Linked DNA regions of Sus scrofa: region 1 is linked to region 2. The links are chromatin contacts, called in public HiChIP or PLAC-seq maps. All regions are on one chromosome and are shown on one strand. Each heading gives the region's core, a stretch centred on a gene start, on an enhancer-like site or on the middle of the called end of the contact. The rest is flanking DNA. Distances are from core to core; before and after follow the strand shown.

What was found. HiChIP or PLAC-seq counts read pairs in DNA pulled down with a chosen protein or histone mark.
Region 1: a contact with region 2 is called in an H3K27ac HiChIP or PLAC-seq map of alveolar macrophages. The contact joins two enhancer-like sites. A contact is called at or near these places in 1 of 5 promoter capture datasets (fetal liver), 2 of 47 Hi-C or Micro-C datasets (heart right ventricle and skeletal muscle) and 2 of 2 datasets of contacts at active chromatin or transcription factors (alveolar macrophages and skeletal muscle).

The regions. Positions count from the first base shown.
Region 1 is chr18:29,347,911-29,353,741 of Sscrofa11.1, reverse strand. The region is part of intron 1 of CAPZA2 (capping actin protein of muscle Z-line alpha subunit 2); the gene reads left to right. Among named protein-coding and RNA genes, the nearest start is that of CAPZA2, 14 kb to the left of the region's middle. Within about 2 kb of position 3,096, at least 4 of the 83 cell types and tissues checked have an H3K27ac peak or open chromatin away from gene starts, as enhancers often do. A contact at or near this core is called in alveolar macrophages, where this site is marked.
Region 2 is chr18:29,117,155-29,123,728 of Sscrofa11.1, reverse strand. It overlaps ST7 (suppression of tumorigenicity 7), which reads left to right. Exons shown (of 15, transcript NM_001123198.1): 6 at 1,343-1,418; 7 at 5,418-5,572. Among named protein-coding and RNA genes, the nearest start is that of ST7, 160 kb to the left of the region's middle. Within about 2 kb of position 4,613, at least 13 of the 83 cell types and tissues checked have an H3K27ac peak or open chromatin away from gene starts, as enhancers often do. A contact at or near this core is called in alveolar macrophages, where this site is marked.

The DNA of each region.
Region 1 (5,831 bases), core at 1,847-4,346, 230 kb before region 2:
ATGATAATTATAAAGGAAAAAATTCTTAAGGAAAACTTATCAAAACAAATTACCTCTCACATATACTCAGAATAAATTGGTTTATACTACAGCCATGCATTTAGTGATCACTTGATCATAAACTGTTTAAATAATAATAGAGTTTAAGAAAGCATTTTTTTCCATCCTTATTTTACTTTTAACTCTCAAAAAGGCATAGGCAATTTTTAGGGAATTATGGGAAACAATGTCAGATAATTCTTGCAGTTGAAGTAGAAAAATTCATGATAGCTCTTTTTAACTTTACTGCTGGTGCCTAAGTCGGTGACCTTTTTTAGTATTGCATTCTTTGAGAATCAGATGAAACCTATGATTCTTCAGAAGATCAAATGCCTCAAATTTTGCATATACAATCTCTTATAGGGAATTGGGTACAATATCTGGCAGTCCATCAGAAGCACTTGGGCGAGATTTTCAAAAATACAGAGGTTTTAATCCTGTAGAGATTGGTTCAGTAGATCTGGAATGAAACATAGGAATTTGTATTTTTTTCAAAAGCTTTCCTAGCAAATTAACTAGACCAGATTTGGGAAATCTCTACCCTAGTGTCTCCTGCCTTGGTCAAAGAGGAGATAACTATGTCGGAAAATGTCCAATATATGGAAAATAGAAGGGTTGTCAGCACAGTTGTTTGTTTGTTTTGCTTTTTGAGGCTGCACTTGGGGTATATGGAGGTTCCCAGACTAGGGGTTGAATTGGAGCCACAGCTGCTGGCCTATACCACAGCCACAGCAATGCCAGATCCGAGCTGCTTCTGCTCAGACCAGCTCACGGCAAGGCCAGATCCTTAACCCACTGAGTGAGGCCAGGGATCGAACCTGCAACCTCACAATTCCTAGTTCAGATTCATTTCCATTGCACCACAGTGGGAACTCCTATTAGCAGAGTTTTCAGATAAAATATAGGATGCCTGGTTAAATTGAATTTAAGATAAGCAACGACTAGTTTTTTGTATAAATATTTCCCATGCATTATATTTTTGAGCTACTGTGGAGTACAAGGCTATTTGCCTCTAAATTTAATGGTTCCATGCAGCTATTTTTTGTGATGTGTAAGTGCTTTCGTGATATGCATCATCTGCTTTTTATACTTTCACCTCTTTTTTTTCAGTTGCCCAAAGCGTTTTAAAATTTTTAAAACTTTTTTGTCAGCTTACTATATATACACTTTGGTGCATGACTGCATTTCTTTCTGAAGAATTAATGTTTCCTACAGACAGAATCTCCTGGATTTTCCCTTAGTATTTATAAAAATTTTTGCCAATTTACAGTGCCCAGCAAAAGCATCAGAAAAATCTGGAGAATTCATAGGCACAGGTAATTGAAGTAACATTAATTTTGCCTACAGCTTCTATAAATTATGCTGGCAATTGATTGACAACCTCTGATAAACCTCTCCACCTTGTGCTTTCCTGTGCTAGCTGGTGATCATAAAGTTGAAGTAGCACTGCCAGATGCTCACTTCTTCCAGTAATAGACACATCTTAAGGAGGCAGTGTGGGCCAAGAGAATTTTGTTACTTTTATCTGTGGCATTTCACCACAAAGCTTGGCTTTACTTGAGAAAGATGCTTTCCATACGCTAATGCAAAGACTGTCAGAATCAAGAACTGCAAGGCAGAAAGCTGCACGTGGAGTTTATTTGCATTCAGCTCTCCCTTTGTTCTTCTCTGAGAAATTTTTCAGTCTTATTCAGCCGTGTAGGTATAAAATTGTAAGTTTCCAGATCTGTGGTCCAGGTAGCATAGGATGGTAAAAACACTTGTTATATTATACTGTCCTGAGGGATCACCTAAGACCAAAAACAGTAAGTGAGTACTTTACTGATACTTGTCTGGATCATCACTCTCTGCCATAATGATACCAAAGATTTTGATCACAACTTCTTGTACCAGATGTGTTTATCTTCCATCTCTATCTGTTGCAGTACTGAAAAAACCAAGGAATTGGGAACTTCTTTAGAAAAGTGAGGCACTGGATTTAGCCACAAGTAGTTGTCTTTCTAGGTATTGTGACTAATCTCTTCCCATCACTGTGGTAGTTTGACTTCTGTACATGTTGGTCCAACATGATGTGCAAATGCCACATAATTCATCACTATTATTTGCTTTTCTCATCACCAAATTGAAAAATGTGTAGAGAAACGGATTTCTATCTGTAGGCTCAGGCTATAGAGTGCTTTAGATAATATGAGGGGGCGTCAACTGCTCTTTCTTGCCTGTAGCACAGAAGGAATCATTTGTGGCAGGTAGCATTAACATACTATTTTTGGGAGTTCCTGTCATGGCACAGCAGAAATGAATCTGACTAGGAAACATGAGGTTTCAGGTTCGATCCCTGGCCTCACTCAGTGGGTTAAGGATCTGGCGTTGCTGTAAGCTGTGGTATGGGTCACAGACAAGGCTCAGATCCTGCGTCGCTGTGGCATGCAGCTGTAGCTCCGATTGGCCCCTAGCCTGTGAACCTCCATATGCTGCGGGTGCGGCCCTAAAAAGCAAAAAACAAAAAATACTATTTTTATCACTGTCTGCAATTTGAGATACCTCTGATCCTAGGTGACTATCTCCTGATGTTCACAAAAAGAAAGTAATGTCTGGTAGAAAGCAGGAGACAATTTCTATAAGATTTATCAAAACGAACTGTATTTTTACTCAAAGGAAAAGATAGCATTCATCCTTTCCTAGGGAAGGTATTTGGGAAGTTCTCTTTAAGAATATTGGAATCAATTGTATCTGATATTGAAAGATGAGTATCCCTGCCTTTCCCTTGTTTGAACGATTTAGTGGTTTACAACCGAATTCTGTCCCCTTTCTTCAGGTATTTGTGGGGATTCTGATCCAAAGTAGTTTGAGCAGTCGCAAACTGCCGGAGTGGCACATAGTTCAATTTGAGGAAGTCCTCGCTTTCAGATCTTCTAATTTCTCCATCAAAGACCTTTCTCACTATTTAATAAATTCACTTCATCTTCTAATTTGTGAACTAGCAAGGAGTTCTTTATAGGCCATGGAGTAAAGAATGGAGGAAGTTTGCTTAAAATTGTGGAAGAGCCTGTAATTCATCTTCCACTCCACAGGCCACATACATAAGATTTTTCCAAGTTACTTAACTCAGTAGAGTTGCAGTAAGTCTGGAGGTTTTAAAATGTTTAATTGATGTCATCCAGTGATTCAAAATCCTGATCTTTATTTTCATCTGAAAAGTTTTTTGATGTAAACTGTAGTTATTCTTAAATAAAATTCATTTCCTAAGAATTTCAGGGCCCTCTTTTCAAGAGATTTTATTTGTAAATTTTTGTTGTTGTTGTTCCTATAAAAGAACTTTGTTTTCTGCAGTCTTTGTCAGATTGGCTCAAATCCTTCCCTTTTTTTTTTTTAATGTTGTAAATATAACTGTCCAACTTTCCTCTCCTCCCTTTAAGTCCATGGAGGATAGGAAGCTAAATAAGCACACTTATAAATTTATGTCTAAAATAAAAATAGAAAAGATCTATGAAGAATCTCTCTTATGTCCTTCTAATGTTGGGACTATATATCAGCTTATTTGCTTGCTTAAAATATATATTAAATAATTGAGTCCCTTGCTTCCTGGTCCCCAATTATATCTTAAATTTGAGCTTCCCAGATAAATGAGATCTTGTTTTATATGCCTCCTCTTCACTCTGTTGTTGAGAAAGGGATTCCTGCCATAGGGTTTTAAGGATGGCTGAACAAAACACATGCCGTTGGAGAGATGCAATGAAAACAGCCTATCAGTCACAACAGCCCAGGAGATGAGCACACAGTAGAGGGCCACATGGGGGTTGCTTTCAGGAACAGAGTGAACAAGCAGAGGCCATGGGAGGTAATCTTTGTAATATCAAGAGGGTAGATGAGCCCTGGTTCCAGCGTGAGGATGTCTTTGGCTAGTCTACATAATCCTGCAGGCTGGCAGGGAACTGAAGCCTACTACTCAGGGATAGGAAGGAACTATGCCTTTTCTCTCTGATAAAGAGGGTTGTCTGCTGGGACCTTATCTGCAGGAGCAGATTGAGGATTGGTACTTGCAGTTAGGCCATTCGAGGTCCTCCTGTTTTTCCCCAGATGTCAAGGCACACATAATACTGGGCTTAATTTTAGGCCTTATACTACATTTCTCAGCAGTAGTTCTAACCCTTTATCAAAAGTATATGCTGATGATTACTGTACCAAAAAGTACATAAGTTTTTAATAGCATAATTTGATCTTTTATGTTTTCTTTTCCATGTGAGTTTTCGATAATTTGCAAAATTTAAAACATATTCTGCTGCTCTGTATGATTTAATCACAGTAGATAAAACGCGGCCAGAATATATATGCAGTGACATGTAGACATGAAAGACAAGAGTTCTTGTTTGAAAGACTGAATGGAGTGGTGAGGCTCCAGTACTGTGTATATGTGGAATGATAAAAAGAGTGGGTAGGTTGTAGGAGTTAGAAAGTAATGGCAAGAGTAAAAAGGTAGTAGCTATTATTTGATTGCTTACTTTGTGCCAGGCACTTTTCTCTTTTTACTGCTGCACCTGGGGCATATGGAGGTTTCCAGGCTAAGGATTGAATAGGAGCTTATGCCACAGCCGCAGCAACAAGAGATCTGAGTGGCATCTGCTCCCTACGCAGCAGTAGGGATGCAACAATGCTGGATCCTTAGCCCACTGAGTGAGGCCAGGGATTGAACCCACATCCTCATGGATACCAGTTGTGTTCTTGCTCACTGAGCCACAACAGGAACTCCCCAAGCACTTTTCTAAATGTATTATCTCATTTACTGCAAGTGAGGAAGCTGAATTTAATTTGCTTATGGTCATATAGGTAGGAGGCAGTACAGATGTAGTCTAAGTACATATAGTCTTATTTAGGGTTTATGCTGTTAACAGTACATTTTATAACCTTCAGATATGGAAAACATTATATGTCATGCCAAGGACTTTGAACTTTTTGGCAGTGGGGAACCATTAGATGATTTTAAGCAGGAAAAAAAAAAACATAATCCGAATTTTTATTGAAAAATATTAATCTGGTGACAGAGTGGAAAATGACTTTTGAAAAAATGTGGGACCAGAGTCAGGGCAGTTATTGTAACATTCCAGAAACAAAATGACTGGGTCTGAATGAAATGGAATCAAAGAAAAGGGGATTGCATTTGAGCAAGAGAGACAGACACTCGACTAGGATAAAGGGAAAGATGTGGAATGGTGTCTAGGTGGTGCCAGTAACTGTATGAAGAACAGAGGGAGTAGGCTTGGGTGAGACATGCTTCTGAGGTATCTTTGAGGCATTTAATGGGGGTTTCTAATAAATAAATAATATTTTAGAAAAATCCTTCTTGGTCTCGAGAGAGGTTTTGAAAGGTGTATAGATTTGAAAGCTGTTGTTATTTGGTGATAGCAGTAGAAGTAGCTGAGATTACTTTCTTCTTTTTTAATGGCTGCATCCACAGCATATGAAAGTTCCCAGGCCAGGGATTGAATCCAAGCTGCAGCGGTGGCAACACTGGATCCTTTAACCCACTGCACCAGGTTGGGGATCGAACCCCAGCCTCCACAATGGCCCAAGCAGTTGCAGTCGGATTCTTAACCTCCTATACCACAGTGGGAACTCCTACCTAGAGATTTTGTTTGTTTGTTTCCAACCTATCTTCCAAACCATCATAGAAAAATTATGTTGAATTGGGAGGCAGCTCTGTGAAAAGCTTTGGAATGCATCTGAAGACTTCATTCACATCCCAGTTCTGGATCTCTGTTTTCTCTTTTCAAGAATTAAAAGTAATAACAATCATC
Region 2 (6,574 bases), core at 3,364-5,863:
TTACCAAACTTAAATAGATTAAAAAAAAAAAAACTTTTTTTTTTTTTTTTTTTTTTTTTGGTCTTTTCTAGGACTGCACTCACGGCATATGGAGGTTCCCAGGCTAGGGGTCTAATGGGAGCTGTAGCCGCCAGCCTACGGCACTGCAATGCCAGATCCAAGCTGTGTCTGCGACCTACACCACCGCCCACGGCAAAGCTGGATCCTTAACCCACTATGTTAGGCCAGGGATCGAATGTGCAACCTCATGGTTCCTAATCGGATTCGTTAACCACTGAGCCATGACGGGAACTCCAAAAAAAAAAAAAACCTTAAAATAAACCTTAAAAAAAAGGCAATATGTTCAAGCTCCTAATAAACTAATTAATAAATCATTTTAGATAAGGAGATTGTTACCCATTTTAAAAAGGCACTCTTTGCCATGGTGGATACATGGTACAATAAATATTCTAAGTGTTGAGCTTCCAACAACATATTCACAAACTGCTCTTCTATGTAAAAACTGGCTTTGCAGCACCTGCTTAGGAATAGGTACACATGTTAAGCAAGAGCCTAAAGCACTTTTTTCTGATCAAACTCATAATTCTTCAAATGGTTTTAGAATGTTCTTATATCCAGAGCCTGCAGCAAGTGTTTGGGAAAATGACCAGTAAAAATTGTGTTGTATCTAAGTAGAAATAAGAAATTAGTAGCCGTGTATCCCAAAATGTATAAAATAATATATATATATTTCTAACAACAAAGATATTAATGAGCAAAAGAAATATCAAACCAAAAAAAAAAAAAAAAAAAGAAATATCAAACCTCTGTTAGAATGCCTTTTCTTGACTAAGAAATCCTAATCAAGATTAAGTCTCTATGGAGTTCCCACCATGACACAGTGGGTTAAGAATCCGACTGCAGCAGCTTGGGATACTACGGAGGCTCAGGTTTGATCCCTGGCCCAGCACAGTGGGTTAAAAGAATCTGGTGTTGCCACAGTTGAAGTGTAGGTCACAGCTCCTGCTTGGGATTCAATCCCTGGCCTGGGAACTTCCACATGCTGCAGGTTTGGTCATAAAATTTAAAAAAATTAAATCTTTGTGATTATAGATTATGGGTTAGTCTATGAAATATTAGATCTCTGATTTGATGGGCATAAGAAAGATTTGATATCAGCAACTGAAGGGCAATGGAATAACAAATTAGAATATATTTATGTGACTTTGGAGATTTGGGCTGACCCTCTTGGTTAAGTGAAATATTCTCTTGTAATTCAAGCTGGAAGCTATTCACTTAGGTATTGTCCTGTACTGAGTCTTCCTAATTATTGACTTATTTTTTTTCTCTTTTTCTAAAATAGTAATGCAGAAAGCCTGGAGAGAGAGAAACCCCCAAGCTAGGATTTCTGCAGCTCATGAAGCCTTAGAGATAAATGAGTAAGTGGGGAAAAATCTTGCTTTGCTGAATGTTTACAGTTGCCATTCGTAGAATACTATGCATTCAAACTTGAAGATTATTCTGAGGAAGTATTAACTAATTAAAAGTATTTTTATAAGGGACTTCCACGCGAAGATAGTTTTAGTCATTTTATAGAACAATTTAGCACCTTTTCTATGACCCTAAATTAAATTCTTCAAGGGCCAGTCATGGAATATTGTGAGGACATAAAATAAGTAAGTGCTTTACATATCTAAAACATCTTGATTAGGAAAATTTTCCAGATATAGAATGCTCATCTGTGCCATCGCATTTTCTAGGTAGAACTTGTGCTAGTGGGAAAACATAATAAAAACATAAAGTGAAGAAATTACACTTTAAAAATATTTCAAGATTAAGGCAAAGATAAGAGGAAATGCTGTCCTTAGTGCTGTTGAACATTCTGTGGGCCACCAAGGGAGGCTGGGGAGTCTCATCTGGAGATCTCAGAAAGTGAGAAAGATCCTTAAAGTTGGAGTCATAAAAGCTCAGGGTTGGCAGAGACCTTAAAGGTCATTTAGCTCTAACACCCATCTGGTGCTTGAATCACCTCGACACTGTCCTTGCCAAGTGGTCATTGTTAAACTATTTTATGATTTTTCTGAAGAAAGAGAATCTTTGGAGGTCTTAGTGAAAAGATTCACTTGAGAGTTGGAAATCCTGCCAATGTAACCTGTTGATCTGTTTGGTTTCTGATTCTGTCATGCAACATATTTATTTTTCAGTTTCTTGTCATCTACAAATTTGATATGCCTGCCTTCTGTGTGTCATCTATGTTCCTGATAAAAGTATTAGGATTAGGGATAGAACCCTATGTCATGACATACAGAAACCACCCTCCAGGGTCATGTCTTCATGAATCATCATCCTTTGGTATTTATCGTTCAACCAATTACTAAGCTACCTAATTACACTGTGATTCAGCCCATATATCTGCATTTTGATCTTAAAAATGCCAGTTGTAGCTATGGATCTTTAAGGTACAATAAAATCCCTTAGAATATGTTAAGCTAGCACAACCTGAAACTATTCCTTTAATAATCCATTAGAATATCTTTCAAAATCAATGTTCTGTAATTTGGGAAGTCTACCTTCTTCCCCTTTTTGAACATTTTTTACTACATTTGTCATCTCATCTTCTAGTACCTCTCCATCCTTTGTTATTCCTTAACCATCCACAGAGAGCAGTTCCATGGCCTGCCTACAAGATCTGTTGGCTTCCTGGGATTTGCATATCCCAGTACAGTCATTCATTTAGAATAGATCAGTTATTTGCTACCTTACATCTTTGTATCCATTTATAGTTTATTTCTCCTCCCTTTGTCAATCATTCTCCCTGATGGAGAAACCAGGAACAAAACAGAAATTAGAGAATTTTGCTTTCTCTTTATTATTCGCTGCTACTAATTATAAATGTTCCTTGTTTTGATGTTGTTGTGTGTCTGTCTTTTTTGCTTATTTGTTTTTATCGTGGTTTTGGAGAAGTGAGAGCAAGGGGGCCTTAAACATAATTTAAAAACAGAGAATAGTTGGTTGTCTTTAGCATTTTTTTGTTTGTCTTTGTTTTGTTTTGTAAGCTTCTGCTAATTTGGGGTTGTAGCTCTCCCGACATTACTCTTATAAGCTCATTTCACTCTCTTACAGTCCTTCATTACATGCCCTCTTTCTGTCTTTTTTTACATGTCCTTTAGAGAAACCTTGTGAGAGATCTCTGTACAGCCATAGTGGTAACTTAAATGTCACCCCTCTTTTCTTCCTGAGAGGGTCATTTATGATTGTAGTTATGATTAGACATTTGGAAGTTGCTCAACCCTCTCAAACCATTTTTCCTTCTGAGTCTCATGCCATTGAATCATTCCTCTTTTCTTTGAATTTTTTGAAGTCCACCTTACCTTCTTTGATTATCCTGAACTCCAAAATGACATAGTAACTCTCTCTGAATGTTCCTATCAATTTTCATTTCACCAACTATTTTTTTCTTCTTGGTCAGAATTAGGTCCAGAGTTGAAGTTCCCCTAATTGCTTCCTCTACCATCTGGGAGATAAAATTATTACCAAAGTAAGTCGAGAACCTGTTGGGGGCCCTACTTTTAACCAAATGAGACTTCTAGCAGACATCTGGATGGTTGACACCCCATCACCATACTTTCTGGCTTCTGTATGTGTATTGTGTTGTGACAAGGATGCATCATCTATATCTTCCATTGAGCTGAGCAGTCTGTTCTGTACCCCGCCCCCAACCATTAGCACTTCTATTGCTCTTTCCTTTCTCCTTCACTCATAAGCTCTTAGCATGTTTCTACCCCAGACTCATGAGTTTCCACATAGATGTATGTTTTCTTGGCCAGTAGTGCTACTCTGCCTCTCCTCCTATGAATGCTATTTGTAATATAAACAAAGCAAGCAAGCTACCCCAACCTGTCTTCAGTTCCCAGTCCACCAACTGTAATTGTGTAGCTAATTCCTCTGATGCTATGTCCACCACTCAGTACTATAATCTCAATTTTCACTTCATTTCCCTGGACCCATATTTATGTGTCTGCACCTGAAGCCTTAAGTATTGCTTCTTGATACCCAACCCACTTTTTTTCTCTAGTGAATCACCGGGCAGTTTCGGCATCATTTTTCTTTCCAAGCCATGGCTACTGCCCTCCACAGTGATTGGTTTTACAGCTTTTTTTCTGGGCATTTTCCTCCCTATCTCACTGCTTTCAGTTTAAAGCTCTATTGACCAGTCCTGCCTGAAATCAGAAGGATTGCCTAAGAAACTTTTAAGACCCCTCCTCATGGCTAAGATTAACTAGTAACCCCAAATCTCACTTTAGCTGTAAATTCAGCCTCCTTTTCCTAGCTGGCTATTGCAGTAAAAGTAACATTCGGTTGTAGTAAAAGTAACATTTGGTTTCACTTTCTGTTTGTTTTCTCTCTTGTGGTCTAATGGAGGTTCTGATAAATATGGAAATGACCATAAGAGAGGCAGCGGAGAAAGCAAGCCAAGGGATCTGTACAGATCAGGACCTGTGTGGTCTGCTCTGGCTTCACCGTTTCCTTATTATAGTCCTTTCTTTGACAGTTGGGTTGTTGTTCTATGATTTGGAAGGTTTAAATTTTCAAAGAGTTCCCCTTGTTCGTTGGTTGATTGTTTTTCCTCTCTGACTTCCTACATTAAGAAGTTGTTGAAAGGATTAAATGAGATGATATATGTTAAGTGCCTGGTACAGTGCTTAATATATACTAAGCAACAGGTGATAGCTTTTATTGTTAAAGGTGTGAGATTTAACTCTTGCTTGCTACTTTTGATTTTGAGCTCTTTAGAAATAACTCTGCCTGTAGGTTCTTCCAGTATTCTTCTCTGACAGATAACCAGTGCTAACTATAACGAGATGTTGAAGCACTGCTTTTAAATGAATAACTTACTTGCTTTAATGAATTTCTCATTCTGAAGAAATCCTTAAAGAGAATCTGTGTTTAATAAATAGAAGTAAACTTTATGGTATCTCTAACTTTGAGTGTCAGAAGGAGATGTTTAATAACAGCTATTATCATTGCCATTGTTAGCTGACATTATTGAGCATGGACCACATGCTGGCTACTACTGTACTGAGCACTTTTCATGCATCACCTTACTTAACCTTCACAACAACACTGTGAAAAATAGATTCCATGTTGATCTCCATCAGGGAGGCAGAGTAATAACTTGCCCAAAGTGACACACTAATAAGGGGCGGAGTCCACATGTGAGCCCCATGCTCCTAACACTACTCATCTTATCTCTCAAGCTAAAATACAGACGTTTCTTTTGCACCATTATTTTGTGTCAAAACGACAAACAGGGATGCATGAACCAGTTGGCCACTCTGCATGTTTTGGCATAACTCCTGCCCTTCTGCATGCACTCCTGCAGCTATTACAATGTCCTTGGATTTGTCATTGATGGCAGCTATTATCTGAATGGACAGGTGTGCAACTGCTTATATTCTCTTGGCGGAAGAGGAAGCAACAACAATTGCTGAAGCAGAAAAGCTGTTTAAGCAGGCTCTGAAAGCTGGAGATGGCTGTTACCGGCGTTCTCAGCAGCTACAGCATCATGGATCCCAGTATGAAGCCCAACATAGTAAGGTTTCCTCTAGGTTGACATGTTGGGGGATCAGAATTTTAACATGATTAGTCAGAGAAAATGTTCAGGCCAGTTCAAAATGTGATTTTCCCCTAGATTAGAATAAGTATTGGTTTTTGCTTTTCTTTTTTTAATTAATTTTTCCTCCCCATAAGAACACAGTCCATAATTAACTTATAGCTTCATTACTGCTCATGTTTTCTTTCCTGTGTAGATTCTTAACTCCAGAAATAAATGGTAATAACCTTTAATGGTAATCTTTTTCCGCCTCAGAATTCTTACATATTTTTGTTTATCTGTTGCTTATTTACCCCATAATTTTAAGTCCTAATTGGGAAACAGGACTTAAATTAGTGTTAATGCTATGAAAAGTTTTATCTTATGGATTTTCTACAGCACAGGTTGAAGTAGGACAGCTAAGAATATAACAATTATTGTTGATTATCTCAGATTGTCTTTTGCAATTATTTAGGAAGCACTGGTGTTTGCTTCCAGAGAGTAAAAGCCATAAGTTTCTAATTATTTTTTTATATTTAAAATAACGGCTTATTTTATTTAGCAAAACTCTTTAAAATGAGACCTTTCACTTTAGTATACTAAACTGAAAGTTATATTTGGGGGGAATGGTATAAAAACAAGACAACAAAATAATTTCTGGAATTCCCTGAGCTTTGACTTGTCAGTTTGTTGGTAGTTTAAGCAAAAATTTAGTGATTCTTGTGAGAGGGAATGTTTTTATTATTTAAGCAAACTTCAGCTGTTTCCTTAAAGTGGAATTTCTCTCAAATCATTTCTCTCTCATGCATCTTGGAGAGTAGGAGTGTATCTTCATATTTGAGAGTATAAAATTGAATATTAGTATTAAACTTGGATTTGGTGCAGAAACTGAGTGCCTTACTCCCTGTGACTAAGGTACAGTGAGATCTTTGCACCGTAGCCCATCTATATGTCTGTCCTCACAACCCATCAATACACAGGTTTTTATTTTTATTCTGTAGT